Regions from separate parts of the Mus musculus genome. Here all the other regions are linked to region 2. Evidence: chromatin contacts called from public ChIA-PET, HiChIP or PLAC-seq and Micro-C data. All regions are on one chromosome and are shown on one strand. Each heading gives the region's core, a stretch centred on a gene start, on an enhancer-like site or on the middle of the called end of the contact. The rest is flanking DNA. Distances are from core to core; before and after follow the strand shown. Region 1 holds the start of Maco1 (macoilin 1). Region 2 holds the start of Man1c1 (mannosidase, alpha, class 1C, member 1). Region 3 holds the start of Paqr7 (progestin and adipoQ receptor family member VII). Region 4 holds the start of Rsrp1 (arginine/serine rich protein 1). Region 5 overlaps Rhd (Rh blood group, D antigen).

The links. Hi-C and Micro-C count contacts between places; a contact is called where the count stands out from the background. ChIA-PET counts read pairs in DNA pulled down with a chosen protein or histone mark. HiChIP or PLAC-seq counts read pairs in DNA pulled down with a chosen protein or histone mark.
Region 1: a contact with region 2 is called in a Micro-C map of embryonic stem cells, with 5 times the contacts expected there. The contact joins the promoter of Maco1 here to the promoter of Man1c1 in region 2. A contact is called at or near these places in 8 of 39 promoter capture datasets (the 3T3-L1 cell line, cranial neural crest, embryonic stem cells and 4 more), 5 of 484 Hi-C or Micro-C datasets (LSK cells, embryonic stem cells, granulocyte-monocyte progenitors and 1 more), 1 of 115 datasets of contacts at active chromatin or transcription factors (embryonic stem cells) and 3 of 9 other capture datasets (adipose tissue, liver and pancreatic islet).
Region 3: a contact with region 2 is called in an RNA polymerase II ChIA-PET map of memory CD8 T cells, with 406 read pairs. The contact joins the promoter of Paqr7 here to the promoter of Man1c1 in region 2. A contact is called at or near these places in 8 of 39 promoter capture datasets (the 3T3-L1 cell line, embryonic stem cells, hippocampal neurons and 5 more), 3 of 484 Hi-C or Micro-C datasets (bone marrow-derived macrophages, forebrain and primitive type A spermatogonia), 10 of 115 datasets of contacts at active chromatin or transcription factors (bone marrow-derived macrophages, embryonic basal ganglia, embryonic forebrain and 5 more) and 3 of 9 other capture datasets (adipose tissue, liver and pancreatic islet).
Region 4: an HNF4G HiChIP or PLAC-seq map of pancreatic cancer cells shows a contact between it and region 2. The contact joins the promoter of Rsrp1 here to the promoter of Man1c1 in region 2. A contact is called at or near these places in 7 of 115 datasets of contacts at active chromatin or transcription factors (embryonic stem cells, epiblast stem cells, memory CD8 T cells and 3 more) and 1 of 9 other capture datasets (pancreatic islet).
Region 5: a contact with region 2 is called in an H3K4me3 HiChIP or PLAC-seq map of embryonic stem cells, with 4 times the contacts expected there. The contact joins the enhancer-like site here to the promoter of Man1c1 in region 2. A contact is called at or near these places in 8 of 484 Hi-C or Micro-C datasets (the N1E-115 cell line, cerebellar granule neurons, differentiating embryonic stem cells and 4 more), 1 of 115 datasets of contacts at active chromatin or transcription factors (embryonic stem cells) and 3 of 9 other capture datasets (adipose tissue, liver and pancreatic islet).

What each region holds. Positions count from the first base shown.
Region 1 is chr4:134,852,093-134,855,145 of GRCm38.p6, reverse strand. It overlaps Maco1 (macoilin 1), which reads left to right and starts at 1,801. Exons shown (of 11, transcript NM_025382.6): 1 at 1,801-2,108. The coding sequence starts at 2,029.
Region 2 is chr4:134,703,018-134,706,049 of GRCm38.p6, reverse strand. It overlaps Man1c1 (mannosidase, alpha, class 1C, member 1), which reads left to right and starts at 1,760. Exons shown (of 12, transcript NM_207237.3): 1 at 1,760-3,032. The coding sequence starts at 2,581.
Region 3 is chr4:134,495,374-134,498,189 of GRCm38.p6, reverse strand. It overlaps Paqr7 (progestin and adipoQ receptor family member VII), which reads right to left and starts at 1,429. Exons shown (of 2, transcript NM_027995.3): 1 at 1,154-1,429.
Region 4 is chr4:134,922,039-134,924,986 of GRCm38.p6, reverse strand. Rsrp1 (arginine/serine rich protein 1) reads right to left here and starts at 1,362. Exons shown (of 5, transcript NM_023665.3): 1 at 1,220-1,362; 2 at 505-1,112. The coding sequence starts at 1,060.
Region 5 is chr4:134,870,687-134,873,523 of GRCm38.p6, reverse strand. All of the region lies in intron 1 of Rhd (Rh blood group, D antigen), which reads right to left. Among named protein-coding and RNA genes, the nearest start is that of Rhd, 7.6 kb to the right of the region's middle. Within about 2 kb of position 1,308, at least 19 of the 459 cell types and tissues checked have an H3K27ac peak or open chromatin away from gene starts, as enhancers often do. A contact at or near this core is called in differentiating embryonic stem cells and embryonic stem cells, where this site is marked.

The DNA.
Region 1 (3,053 bases), core at 552-3,051, 150 kb before region 2:
GCCAAGGCAAAGCAAGAAACCTTGTCTCAAACCAACCAACCAACTCAAAAGGATTGCTTGCTTGAGTGGCTCACAAGAGGAGAGTAAGTTCCCATGCTAAGACTCTGGGTACCATCAACACTGGGTTTCCCTTCCAGGTACCAGGGAAATCTTTGAAGGCACTGATGGGAACTTAAGAGCTTTGGAGTGATGTTGACTAAGATGGGTGACCACTGGCCAGGAGAGGTGCCTGTGGTCCCAGGGCAAATCAAGATGGCATCGAGTTACTGGACATATAAAAAAGTAAAAGTGTGCTAGATGACTGGGGACTCTAGTTACTGAGGGGGTGAGGTGGCAATGCCACTTGCTAGGGCATTCTGCAACCTCTTAAAGAAATCTTTATAAAAGGTTGTAACAACACGTAAAACGAAGACTCTGATATGAAACCAAATGTCTACTATGTGCTCGATTCTATTTTATAGAAATAATAACAACTAAGCAAGAAAATTGTGTAAGACATACACTAAAATGCTTCTGCCAGTAGTCAGGAGCCACCAGTGATTTGCTTCCTATGGCTACTTTCCCACACTTCCCCGGTTTTGCTATTTATTTATTTATTTATTTATTTATTATTTGTTTGTTTATATAAATTGTTGGTACATGTTACAGCCTTGGCGGTCTTCACTTCGTAGACCAAGCTGGCCTCGAGCTCAGCGATCCACATGCCTCTGCAGTGCTGGGATCAAAGTGGTGCGCCACCAACAACGCCCGGTAGTCTTTGCCGCTTAAAAACCAAAACCAAACTTATTTAGGAACTGTGTTTGTGTGGGCGTGCGTGTGGGAGGTCAGGCGGCAACTTGTAGGAGTTCCTTCTATCCGCCCACCACGTGGATTCCCGGGTTCGAACTCGGTCCTCAGACTTGGCAGCAAACGCGTTTCCCCGCTGAGCATCTCACTTGTCTTTTTGCCGTTCCGCCCTCACCGGTAAGCTACAGAGCTAGTGGGCGGAAAGAGCAAACGACCGCCTCACGCAGCCTCTGAGGCCGGGGAGGAGCCCGCGGAACCCTCAGCCTGCGCAAACCTGCGGACGTGGAGCCCGGCCACGCCGCCGCACACGCCCCCGGCAGCCCCGCGCGGCGTCGCGCGCACCCGAGGGGCCGCCCCTCTCTGGTGACGCGAACCAGGGGCGGACCCGCACAGGCCCCGCCCCACCACCTCCGATTGGTCGGCGCGCTGTCACCACGTCGCGGGAAGCTGGCAGGGTGTGTGTGAGTGTGTGTGTATGTGTGTGTGGTTTGCTTTGTCATTCGTGGCCCGGCTGACGCGGCCGGTATGGCTGCGTGCTCGGCTGCCCGCAGAAGGGGCCGCGGCGGCGCTCCCGGGACGCCCTCTTACATAAGGACGCGGCTGACTGAAGCACATGTCAGCGCAAGGTCCCCACACGCAGCGCACCACGCCGTTCGGTTCTCACACGCCAGGCGGGAGCCCGCGGCGCCGCGCCACACGGTGTACGCCGACGTGGGCCTCCCCACGGCGAGACGCAGCCCAATAACCGCGAAGCGTACCTTCGCAACAAGGCATAATATAGGATGTTATATTTATAGGGCCTATTTATAAGCCTCTATTTAACTCTTTTCTGATAGGCCCGGCCACGCGTCTAGGCCTTATCCTGATTGGTGTGTCCTTCTGTCCTTCAAAAAGGCGGGCTTAAGGGTCCGTGTTGCCTCAGCGGGCACCGGGATTGGCCGTGCGCGGCGCGGCGGCGCCTTCGATTGGCTATGCGGGCCGTCCGTCGCGGCAAAGGAGGCGGGGCGGGCGGCTGGCTGGTGCGGGGCGGGCGGGCCCCGGAATTGTCATTTCTTTGTTTCCGAAGGCGGAGGAGGCTCGGCGCCCCCCTCCTGGCCCCCTCCCCCCCGGTGCTGGCTCCATGTCTGTGTGACCGGCCGCAGGGGTAGGATTCAGGCCCGACGCGGGGCGGGCGGGCGACGGCGGCTGAGGTGAGAGGCGGCGGCGGCGGCGCGGCTCGGGCACCGGCCCCCCAGCGGGAGGATGAAGCGGCGGAACGCCGACTGCAGTAAGCTCCGCCGCCCCCTGAAGCGGAACCGGATCACCGAGGGTATCTACGGCAGGTGAGCGGCGGTGCCGGGCGTGGGCCAGCGGGTCCCGGGCGCCGCTCGGAAGGGGCCCGGCCCCGTTATGTAACCCCCCGACTAGGCCGCATGCCCGCGCCGGGGGCTCTCCTGAGGCGCGCCGCCCGCGGAGCGCCGGGCCAGCCAGCCAGCCGAGGGTCCGCCCCGGGCCACGGGGTGTGGCGAGGGCCAGGCGGAGGGCGCGGCGGGCGCGGGCGGGAGCCACGGGGCCGCCGTTGGCGGTGGTGTGTCGGGGGGAGGGGCGGCACCCCCGCGGCCCGGAGCCCAGAAGCCCGGGGGTCCCCAGCAGGCTGTGCGCTCGGTCCCCTACCGAGCCCGGGTCACGCTGGGCTCGGGGGTTGGCTGCCCGAGGCTCGTGGACGCGTGCGGCCGGGCGAGCGAGCCGCCAAAGTTAGGAGCTGCCAGGGGCGCGGGACCCTCGGGCTCGGGGCGGGGCCACGCCGGCTACTCTTCTGCGCTCTGCTGCCTCACGGGGTCCCCACCTTGGCTCGGAGCGCCCAAGGCTGATACCCCCAGATCGTGCCGGTGACACCGCTCCAGACCGCGGCTTTTCTCAGTTCCTCAGCAAACATTCTGACAATTGCAAGCAGATATTTTGCAGGGATTCTCGCCCAACTCAGGTTTGGGGATTTTTTTTTTTTTTTTAAATCCTCTGTTCATGAAGGAAAGTGGTGTCCCTTTAAATAGAAATTGAATCCACTTCTCCTGGACAGAAGGACAACAGGTTCATGGGGCATTTCGGTGACTGTCACAGCTTCCCCAAGCCCAATTTGTGTGCGGAGGTTATTTTCTGGAAATGCCTATTTCCGAGGCGAAGTAATTAGTTTACGACAGAGAGTGCTCAGCATGCGGTTGAAGGCTTTACTTGAGTCCTCTTGGCGCCTTACGGTTTAGGTCTTGCTGTGAATCTTGGAGAAAAATACA
Region 2 (3,032 bases), core at 511-3,010:
ACACACACACACTCACTCACACACTCCGTCTCTGTCTCCGTGCCCCCCAACCCCCTCAGTGCAGACAAGCTGACATTAAAGGCTAGGTCCCTACCTCCTTCCCCAAGTATATGCCAGGACTCTCCTGTAGGATCCACTGAGAAGCTTGGACAAGGGAGACGTGCAGGAGACCAGGCTAGGCCTCTGGGCTACTGCATTAAGGAGCACACACATGCTTATCTCATGCACGAGCTAACTCCAGGGAACTGACTCCTGCCAGCCAAACTCATAAGAGACTGAAACATTTGAAGTAGAAATTTACATATAAGCTAGGTGTATTGGGAGAAATTATTCATCTCCGGTGACCAAAATATTTGCACCTGTTAGCGACAGTAGTCTTTTATCTTTTATTTTCAGCAGAGAGAAATTTATATGCCAGGGGTATTTAAATGTCAGGAGTGGGCGTGCTGGCAATGGTTTGGCCAGGGTTAGAAGCAAGCCTCAGTAGCCCATTTGCAGAAAGCCTCAGGGAAGAAGAAAGATTTATGAGGTGAGAGCCTGCCTGGGCTGCCTCCTCTCCGGGAAAGGCGTCCCTGCAGTATTTTCTGTCTTTCAAATTGCAGCTGAAAGCAGATATTTTCCCCCTTGCCTATTATACCTCTTAATTTGTCTCTCCCTATGCTGTTGTCTCTATAAAGAGTTTTGCATGAGAGACCCACACAGCAGTGTTATTTTGGCCCCCGGTGTGAGGTTTAACAGCAAGGGAAGGACTAAAGTCCACGGATGCATGTGTCTTGGGGCAGGGGCACACGGTGTCTGATAACACATGCCGGTGTATGTGTGGGCTTGTGGAGGTGGCTTGGGTATGCCTGTGCACGTCAATGTTTTGCTTATATAGACCTGTCTAGATACACTTTGGCATAATTGCTAGGGTGTCCGTGCTGAAATTAAGTGTATATTTGCATGTAAGCACACACCCACAAGGTAGCCTCTGTATGCATAAAAATGCAAATGTTCACATACATGCATATCCTATGTATGACCCGTGCATATGTCCAGGTCCCCGCCTCTCTCTCTGTCTGTCCCTCTCTCTTCTTGCTTCTCATGTTAGCATCCCTCGCCAACCCCACCCAAGGGCCTTGGCCACATTTTTGGTGGCGGTTTGCGAGGAACCCTGGAAATACTGATTCAGCCAGACATAACCACAGCCACAGCTCTCGGGTTTGGTCCAGCCATCCCCATCCCCCCCAGAGCGAAGCAGCTGTACTACCGCGGCTGGTCTGAGCTCTGGGCATCCCTGGCTACCAGCAACCTGGCAATCCCCGGCTGGTGCTGAGAAGTGACAGGGTCGCCCAACGATGGGCAGCGCCTTACAGAACAACCTGGTCTCCTGGCCCTTCCGGGGGGAGACCGAAACACAGAGCGGCGCTAGGCGGAGGTGGGCGGTGGAGGGGGCGTCTCGGTCTTTCGGAGTCCAGCGAACGCTGGGCAGAAACCAATGGGTGATTGTGGCCCATCGGGGATCCCTCGGAAGCAGCCAATGACCTCTCTCCGCTCTGCACCCCGCCCTCTCCACAGCGCGCAGCTGGACCATTGGAGCTAGCAGGATGGGGGAGCGCAGCGCCAGCATTTGGAGCGGGGGGCGTGGCCCAGACTGTGACCCGCCCATCTTTCCCGGCTAGGTTCCCCATTGGCCGAACTGCGGTGCCGCGGCGGGCGGAGAGGAGGGGCGCGAGGCGCGCTGTAGGCGTGGCCTGAGGGCGTGGCTGGCGGGGGGCGGGGCAGCGGCGCTGTCGCAGTGAGAGCCGGAGCAGCGGCGGCCCGTCTGGAGCTGCGGCGGGTGAGCCTGCGCGGCTAGCGGAGCCGCGGGGCCGGGAACAGGTGATCGCAGCAGGAGACCCGCGCCCTCCCGAGTTGCGGCGCCGGAGCCAAGGCTTCCTGGCTCAGCGGCAGGCCCAGGGCTGACAGAGGCCAGCTGCAGGCTTCGCACGCGCTTCCCGGGTATCCCTCTCCCCGCGCGAGCATCTGAAGCCCCTGGGTCCCGCGCAGCCTCGGGAGCGGCAACCGCGCGCGGCGGAGCAAAGTTGTGGACGTGTCCCGACCGCCGGGCCCTGCGCCGTCACCACCGGCTGGGCTCGCGCTCTAGGAGCTGCGCTCGCCCTGCAAGCCCCGGGGGTTCCCTTTGCAAACTGCTCCAGAGGCTGAAACTTCGGGTGCCGGCGGGTCGGGGCCTGCGTCCTGCGCACCCTCCGCGAGGGCGTCGCGGACGGCATGTGACCACTCCGGCGCGGGAAGGCGCGGGAGGGCGCGGGCTCCGTGGATCAGGCGGAGGGCAGGCTGCGGCGCACGGCGGGCCCGGGCTCCAGCCGAGCAGCCCCCCTCGCCCGGGCCCCGCCGAGGCCGCCGCGCCCCCGCCCCCGCGCGGGAGGACTCGCTCCAAACTCCCTGAACTTCGGGCGGGTCCCGAAGCGGCGGCCTCGAGGTGCGCAGCCTTGCTCGGGGACCCCAGCCACTTCACTCTTGCTCCCCACCCTTGAGGACTCTGAGGACTCCCGGGGCCCCGGGCGGAGCTGACAGCCCCCTCCTGCTGGCCGCGCCGCGATGCTGGTGAGGAAAGTGCCGGGTTTCGTCCCGGCCTCGCCGTGGGGGCTGCGGCTGCCGCAGAAGTTCCTTTTCCTGCTCTTCCTCTCGGGCCTCGTCACCCTGTGCTTTGGCGCCCTGTTCCTTCTGCCCCATTCCTCTCGCCTCAAGCGCCTCTTCTCGGCCTCGCGGACCCAACAGCCCGGCCTGGAGGTGATGGCCGAAATCGCCGGTCACCACTCGGTGTCAGAGCAGGAGCCGCCTCCCAACCCTGCCCCTGCGGCTCCGGCCCCGGGTGAGGACGATCCCAGCCGCCTGGTCGGTGTTCTCCGTAGGAAAGGGTGGCTGCGGCGAACCCGCCCCACCGGGCCCCGGGAGGAAGGCAACAGGGTTGCAGCCCTCAGGCCGCAGGAAGAGAGCGTCCGGTTCACTTTCGACTACAATGGTTTCCGCAGCCGCCTTCGACACCCGGT
Region 3 (2,816 bases), core at 180-2,679, 210 kb after region 2:
CAGGTCGCCTCCCCCTTTGCAAACCAATTCTCCAATTCAGCTCAACCAATTTAAAGAAAAGGCTACCTCCGCGTCTTCCAGGACTGAACAAGAAACTATTGGTGTTTCACACTGCATTGTGGGTCTCCATTTGTACTCAGTAACGTGATCAGAATGGAAATGTTAAGGACATTTTCCCCCAAAGTTCAGACACTCCCACGGTTCCAAGGAGTACCCTGAAAGGGAAGATCTTCATCATGGTGTCCCCGGGTACCCAACAAGAACAGTCAGCTTGGGGAATCCACCAAGCCTCCTCTCAGTGCATAGCCTGAGGCAGCCTAAGGGGCTTCAGGGGCTGCTAGGAGGAAATCCCCCAGGTTAAGGCTGAGGGTGGTGGTGGGGCCTTGTCTCTTTTCCTATCTAGGGCAATCTGGCTTTCCTGACGCTAGGGAAGGGATCCAATATTCTGGCCTGGTAGCCCTCCCACCTCTCTAAAGCTTTCCTTGGGGGTTCCCCCACAAGGATCTGCAAAACATACCACACACACACACACACACACACACACACACACACACACACACACACACACACACACTTCCACCCCTGCTCCTTCTTGTCCCATTATAACCTCGCTCCTAGAATGCAGCACATAGCCTGTGAGGTTGGTTGTTCCTGCCCAGGGTGTGATCCTGCTGCACAGGCTGTCTCCCATGCCTAACTTCTGCAGACGACACTGAATTATTCTCCCCATTCCACAAGCCACAAGCTCATAGGCTTTACTCCAGCCCTGGTCCTCCTTCTCCATGGCATGCTACCTCTGGTCCTCCCATAATCCTTCTGCTCTCCCCACTCCCTTACAGTGACCCCCCCACTGCTCCTCCGGGGGTGGGGTGACCTCAAACGTTTCTTCTTCCGGTCCCCTCCTTGAGGCTAATTCCCTTGGTGACCTCTCCTCACCCCTACCGGGAGGTGCTCCCCTACATAACTGTCCGGCTGTCAGGGTCCTGCTGTCTTCGGCCTCGCCCCATCTTCTGCCACCTGCCCACTTCCGCCACTGGGCACCGCACGCATGCAGCTAGGAGCACACCCCCAACCCGCGTGCCGGGGGAGCACTTCTCTACTCCCAGCCCAGCCCAGCCCGGCCCGGCCCCGGGATCTCCAGGAGCAGTCTCACCTGTGGTCAGAGCAGAGCTAGGAGCTGTCTGCTGCGTCCCCCGCGCTGGAGTCGCAGATAAAGGGGTAGCGGCCACGCCCCAAGCCCGGAGGGCGGCGCTGGGCACCGGGAGCTCAGCCGCCTCCGCCAGTCTGCAGCTTCTCGCCTGGCGTTATGCAAGCTCAGACTGCAGGAGGGGTCACTCCACGACGCATCCCGGGACTTCCTGCGGCCACAGTACAGTCTGAAAATAGAAGGCCCAGAGAACCTAGGCTCAGATAAGAGGCTGCAGACTCCTGCAGAGTTTACCCACTTCCCCAAAGCGCAAGCTTCGCTCTGTGATAGTTGCAAGAGAGTCGGATGAGTGTCCCAAGAGCTCTGAGGCAAGCTTGAGCTCAGCACATACCGCTCATGCCTCACAGGGCTACTGTAGTCCAGATGTCGCTCTCCCTGGGGAGCTGCGTCCCAAACTGGGCTCTCTGGCTTATCAAAGTCTCATCCCGTGATCTCTGACATTTTCCCTGTCCTGATTTGTCTAGATCTCTGTCAGAACAACCACTCCTGGTTGTCACATCTTCCAGGTATGGGACCAGCAGAGAAGGTGAACAGCCCAGTGGGTTTTTATAGGCAGGGTATGCCTCCAATAAATACTTTCTTACAGTGCCTCATGTGCCTGCCCCTTCTGTGGTGTTCATACCTAACAAAAATGGAGTACCAGACCGGGTCTTGAGTAAAGAGGCCTGATTGGTAGAGGCTAGGGCCCTGTCCTTTACTGAGCTTTTGAGTCTAGAGCCCTGACACATTAACAGGATTGAAGCCTGTTGCTACCCCAGCTCACCCTGCGACCTTGGACAAACCTTGCTCTTTTGGGCCTCAGTGTTATAGAGATGGCAGTACCACTTGACAAGGTGTTTAGGTCAAACGGTGGACATGAAGGTCTTTGGAAACTGCAAAATTTCCCTCTGTACTGTGATGAGCATATTATCTTAAGAGAATTGTATGTGAGAGACTGGCCTCTCATTCAACAAATTCAGACAAACGCCCACATTTCCTGAATCCATGGGGCAAGCCGACAGGCCTGCCATCCCGTGCCTACTACTCTGGAGACTGAGGCAGGAGGATTATTTGAAGCCAGGAGTTCAAGGGCAGCCTGGGCAACATATGGTGACTGTGTCCTGATAGGATGAATAAAAATGAGAGACTTTGCAGACAGTGGTGGCAGCGGTGGCACACGCCTTTGATCCCAGCACTCAGGAGCCAGAGGCAGAGGCAAGGGATCTCTGGGTTCTGGGCCAGCCTACTCTATGGAGCTAGTTCCAGGAAAGCCAGCGCTAAACAAAGACATCCCATCTTAAACAAAACAAAACAAAACAAAACAAAACAAACAGTAAGGACTTAGAAGAAGCCTCGGACTCAGCTTCTATTTTTGGCAGGAAGGTCAAGCTCTCACTGCTTTGATTCTTTGTTTCCGGTTGGTTTGGCTTTTGTCAGAGGTGGTATGTTTTTTGTTCATTTGTATGTTTTTAAAGGCAGAGTCTCACCCAGCTCCTGCTTGGAGCTCACAAGTGAAGCAGAGGCTGAGGTCTCCGGCATACACCACCACATCCTGTCCCCTCTTGGTTTGTTTTCAAATCCACGGTTTATATGTAATGTTCTTGGCCTGTGGCAAGCGGTGAGCCAAGCA
Region 4 (2,948 bases), core at 113-2,612, 220 kb before region 2:
CCATGTTACTTAACAGAAAGGCCAGTCAAAACCCATTTTTGAGTAAATCATGAAAAAAAAAAATGTGTTTTGACTTCACCCAGCTAGTAGGAAAGAGTGAGCCTCCTCTCTCTTGACCACCACAGCCATAAATGGACTTTAGTTCAGGTTACTGCACCGGTCACATCCGGCATGGACTTTACTCACAAGGTGAAAGGAAATACGTGAGAAACTATATTCTACCTAACTACTAACTAAACAAAAAACTCTCTCTCACTTCAAGAAATCTCAAAAGACTTCCAGCACCAAAACAAACGCAGGCCTAGATGTTAAGATGTCCTGGGCCTAATCTTACGAAATCCCAGCTAAACTGCTCAACCACATGACTCCCTGGCTGACTCACAGCGCGCTGAGGAAGTTAAACGCGGGGAGGAGCTGGGGAGGTGGCTCGGTGATAAGCGTCCAGAACTCAATCCCCAACACCACCCCCACCAAGGGCACAAACCTCAACCTGATAAAACGCACCTTTCTCACTCAGGCGAAATGGGGTTCTACTCCTGCTGCGCGACCTGGTTCTGGATCTTTCCCTCCACCTGGGGCGATCCTCGGGGTACACCGTCCGGCCGAAGCCGTAGTAGCGCCGCCCTCTAGTGATCGCGTAGTACGACCACCGGTGCTGCGACCTCCCGCGGGAGCGCGACCTGCTCCGGGAGCGGTAGGGCGACGGCGACTTGTAGTACCTCCGCGGCCGCTCGTAACGGCTGTCGCGGTGATAGCGGTGGCTGCGGGAGCGCGACCGGCTGCGTGAGTACGAGCGTGAGTAGCGCCTGTACTTGCGCTGGTGGCGCCTGCGGGACCGGGATCGGGACCGTCTGCTCCTCCGCGGCCGGCTGTGGCTGCGCGAGGACGAGCGGCTAGAGCTGCGGGAGTCGCGTCGGGAGCTGCGGGACGAAGAGCGGCTGCGGGAGCGCGACGACAGGCGGCTGGAGCGGCCCGAGCCCGAGGTGGACGGCGAGGCTTTCTCCTGCGGAGAGCCGGGCCACATGTCGTTCACGTATTTAGACATGGCGGCCGAGGACATGGCTCCCTTCTGAAAACGGAGATCGGTCCGCAAACGCAACGGCGTCTAGGAACTACAGAGAAAGTCAAGAGTCTATCATCCAGGTGGGGCGCGCAGTGCCCAGTGCGCGTGCGCGACACCCCAGGGCGAACCGGTCCCTGACCAAGCGGCCCCACTCACCTTAAACGGATGAAGAGCTCGCGAGGGCGAGAGAGGCCAAGCGGGCACCTTTCTCTGCGACCAGGAACCGAAGCGGGCGAGGTTCCCGATTCCAGCGACCGGAGAGCACAGGAACCTCCACTGCCAAAGTCCAGACTGGGACTGAGCTTAGTGGCGACGTCAGCATCGAAAATACTGGAAGCTGGCGCCGAGCATGCGCACAGACATCCGTGCGAAAGGGCGGGTCCCACTCTCGTCCAATCGCCAAGCGATGTTGGCTGCGCCTTGGAGACACGCATGCGCGTCAGTTGTCACTCCACCAACGGCCGCGCCTCCTCCCCATCCCCCACTCCCGCCCGCCTTCTACATCCGGGTATTTTGAGGATTTGTTTACTTCAGGGTTTTTTGTTTGTTTGTTTGTGGGGTCCTTGGCTGCTTTTGGATCTTGAGTTTTTTTTTGAGACAGGAGCTAGCTGTGTACCCCTGTCACGCCTCGAACTCGCGGCAATCCCCATGTCTCTGCTTCTCAGCTAGGGGGTCTGCGCCACCACGCCCAACTTTGTTTTTCTTTGTTTGGTTTGGTTTGGTTTAGTTTGGCTTCCTTTCCTGCTTTCGATTTTGAAATTCGGGAAAAGGAGAGGGTAGCAAAGAATTTAGCCGGCTCAAAAGCTGGATCAAGGACACAGAGGACAAGTCGGTTCCCGTGCCTCGGTCGTCCCCGGGTCATGTGTCGTCCCCTCCCTCCCCCAGCCGCTGCCCAGCTTCCCTTCTTGGCTCCTCCTATGGTGGAGATTGGGAGGGGTATCCCTGGACCCCGAAGATATAGTTTTAATTTAGAAAGGCTGCTTTAACGGCCTTGTTTGAGCTAATTAAGGTAATTTGAGGTCGAGACAGGAATTCCAACGACCACAGTTGACCTTTGAGGAGCAACAGTGATCCTTGATTGTGTGTGTGTGTGTGTGTGTGTGTGTGTGTGTGTGTGTGAGAGAGAGAGAGAGAGAGTAATTTGTGTGTACAGGATGCCACCGAAGACAGAGCCATTGTGGGCCACCAAGTATGGGGGTGTTGGGAACCCAGACTTTGTGCTAGGCAATGCAGCAAGTGCTCTTAATAGTAAGCCATTTCCTGAGCCCGATAGGTCTGTTCTAAGACAAGTGTGATTAGGACAGGACATTTAATCTTATTTCCAGGGCAAATTCCAAACACTCAATGTCATGAGGCATATCTGACCTTGAAAACTGTGGGTAAGTGAACAGCACTGAACGAAATAGCTATTTCAATATTGGGAGATGGTGTTCTTAGAAATTAGGCAGGGTTTTACAGAAGCTCTGGATTTTAGAGGGAGATGACAGAAATAAGGACTCTTTGTTCGTGCCTCCTTCCTCCTCCTTCCCCAATATACAGCGAAAGTGAAGAAATAAAAACCTTACTGTGGCCACCAGGATGGCTCAGCAATAAAGAATGCTTGTGGGACTGGTGAGATAGCTCAGTGGTTGAGAGCGCCGACTGTTCTTCCAAAGGTCCCAAGTTCAAGTCCCAGCGACCACATGGTGGCTCACAACCATCCATAATGAAATCTGATGCCCTCTTCTGGAGTGTCTGAGGACAGCTACAATGTACTTACATATAATAAATAAATAAATCTTTAAAAAAAGAAGAAAAAAATGCTTGTGGAGCACTACTGACAACCTGCAGTGGAGTGGAAGGAGAGAACTGACTTCCAAAAGTTGTTCTCTAACCTCCAGAAGCC
Region 5 (2,837 bases), core at 59-2,558, 170 kb before region 2:
CCATCTGTAATGGATCTGATGCCCTCTTCTGTTGTGTCTGAGGACAGCGACAGTATACTTACGTACATAAAATAAGTAAATCTTGAAAAAAAATTGATCCTCCTGCCTCTGGCCCTTTAGCCACCTGTCTCTGCCACCACAACAGGTGAAATATTTTAAAATAATAGATGGGCATGAGTTTTTTGTTTTGTTTTGTTTTGTTTTGTTTTGTTTTTTAGATTTCTCCAGCCCAGGATCAGAAATTTAAAGCCATTCTAAAACATACTTGGGGTCAGGGGGAGGGAGGTGGCTCAGTGGTTAAGAGCATTTCCTACCCTTGCAGCAGACTCAGGTTTAGTTGCCAGCACCTATGTGATGGTGGCCCACAACCCCTGTGACGTCATTTCTAGGGGATCTGATGCTCTCCTCTTGCCTCAGCAGGCTCTAAGCATGCATATGGTGCAGACACACATGTAGGCAAAACACATGAAGAAAAAAGAAAAAGAACCATTAAAAAACCATTAAAAAAAAAAATCGCCGGGCAGTGGTGGTGCACGCCTTTAATCCCAGCACTTGGGAGGCAGAGGCAGGTGGATTTCTGAGTTCGAGGCCAGCCTGGTCTACAAAGTGAGTTCCAGGACAACCAGGGCTACACAGAGAAACCCTGTCTCAAAACAAACAAACAAACAAACAAACAAACAAACAAAACAAAAAACAAACAAACCCCACAAAAAACAAAACAAAAAAAAAACAAAAAAAAACCAAAAATCCCCACATTGTCACCCAAACCAACTCCAACTCACTGTGGGGCCTTGGCACAGTGGGAAGAGGGAGGGGGGGACAGTTTGAGGACAGAAAGCCATCAGATGTTGTTCATCTGTCCCTAGGCTTATATTTACATACATCCACACAAGCCTCCACAGTGGGCTGTCTCAGAATTCCAAAGTCTCAGGGTGACAGTGTATGTTCATCTTCACTTTTGACCTCATGCACGGTGTGAAAATGCCACCCAGGACAGTGGCAAAGCTCTCAAAGAGGCCCTCCCTGCTGGCTACCCCAAGGAAGGTTCTTCCTAAAGAATGTTCTCTGCCCCAGATGTCTGGACCCCAGTGCAGTGGATCAGGCCTTTCTGTCTCCAGGGAGGGAGGGAGGAAGGCCAAGGCATCACTCTCACTAGTCTGATGGTCCCCAGCAACTGCTCTGAACACTCTCATCTTTTCCTCAGTCCACTTCCTGCTCAGAGCCAGTCTCCAATCAGGCTCAGTGCCCGCAAGGGCTGCCAAGACCCTCAGGGGTCTAAGGTGTCAGGTCCCAGGGAAACCATGGACAAGTACTAACCCAGGTGCCTATTAGCATACCAAAGTGCACACCTCCAGGCTTGAGAGGCACCGAGTCATCCCAGGTCTCCTCATCCCTCCTCCTTATCCAGCCCAGTGGGCTTCCCTTCCCTTCCCCCACCTTCTCTTTCCTATATAACCCTGACATTGTGTTCTCTTGGCTCTCTCTCTCTCTCTCTCTCTAGCTCTCTCTCTCTCTCTCCCTCTCCATCTCTCTTGCTGTACTCTTCCTCAGATCTACAATAAAAAAAACCTCTCCTAGTGCTGTCCCAAGCACTTAAGAGGCAGAGGCAAGAAGCAGATCTCTGAATTCAAGGCCACACAGGTCTACAGAGTGAATTCCAGGACAATCAGGGCTACACAGAGAAACCCTGTCTCTAAAACCCAAATACCCCACCCCCATAACAACAACAACAACAACAACACAAAACTCCCTAGCTTGCTTTCTTCCTCCTTTTCCTTCACAGACCAGAGATAAGCTGACTCACCTGGTTTTGAACCAAGGCCGGAAACCCGCTCGAGGTGTTTGTTTTACATATCAAAATGAACCTGGCCTGCAGGTTCTCCAAACATCCCTCCATCCGGACTTGGCATACCCTGCCCCCCACCCTGAACTTTACAGGCTAGAGGCTGGGCTGCCCTTCCCCACAGAGGCTCTTCTTCTTCTTCTTCTTCTTCTTCTTCTTCTTCTTCTTCTTCTTCTTCTTCTTCTTCTTCTTCTTCTTCTTCTCCTTCTCCTTCTCCTTCTCCTTCTCCTTCTCCTTCTCCTTCTCCTTCTCCTTCTCCTTCTCCTTCTCCTTCTCCTCCTCCTCCTCCTCCTCCTCCTCCTCCTCCTCCTCCTCCTCCTCCTCCTCCTCCTCCTCCTCCTCCTTCTCCTTCTCCTTCTTCTTCTTTTCCTTCTTCTTCTTCTTCCTCTTTTTCTCTCTCTTTCTCCCCACCCCCACCCCATTCTCTCTCCCCATGGTGACTTCTCTGGCCTCTGTCCTTGGGGCCAGTGACCTCATCCAAGAGCTGCTTCCCAATAAGCCTGTTGTCAATATATTCTAATCTGGCTTGAATTGGTTCATCTCACCAGCCTAGAAATAACCTATCAGTTATTACTACGATAAACCACCATTAAACTGTGTGCTGGACACTCCAGCCTTCTGTGTACAGGCAGTGAGCCCCTGAGGACTCAGCCGCATGACAATCTGCTCAATTGGGATTTTGGCAATTTCTTTCCCAAATCCTAGCCAAAAGGATGCCAACAAATGGGATTTCAAATGGGTGAGACATATTTTCCCACCTTCTGTGTGCAGTGAGTCTCTGAGGGGATTTGGGCCAGTGGAAGGAAAGTGTTTCTGACCAGGAACTGGCTTGTGGAGAGAGCTATTTACTAATCAGTCACCAGAAGAAGAAGTCACCTGGCCTCAGTCTTAGCTCTGCACACATGGTGGACACTCTCATCACTGGAAAGTGCCTTTGGTGTCAGAGGTCATTGAAAGTCACTTCCCCTGGAGGACACACACAGGGTCAGTGGGT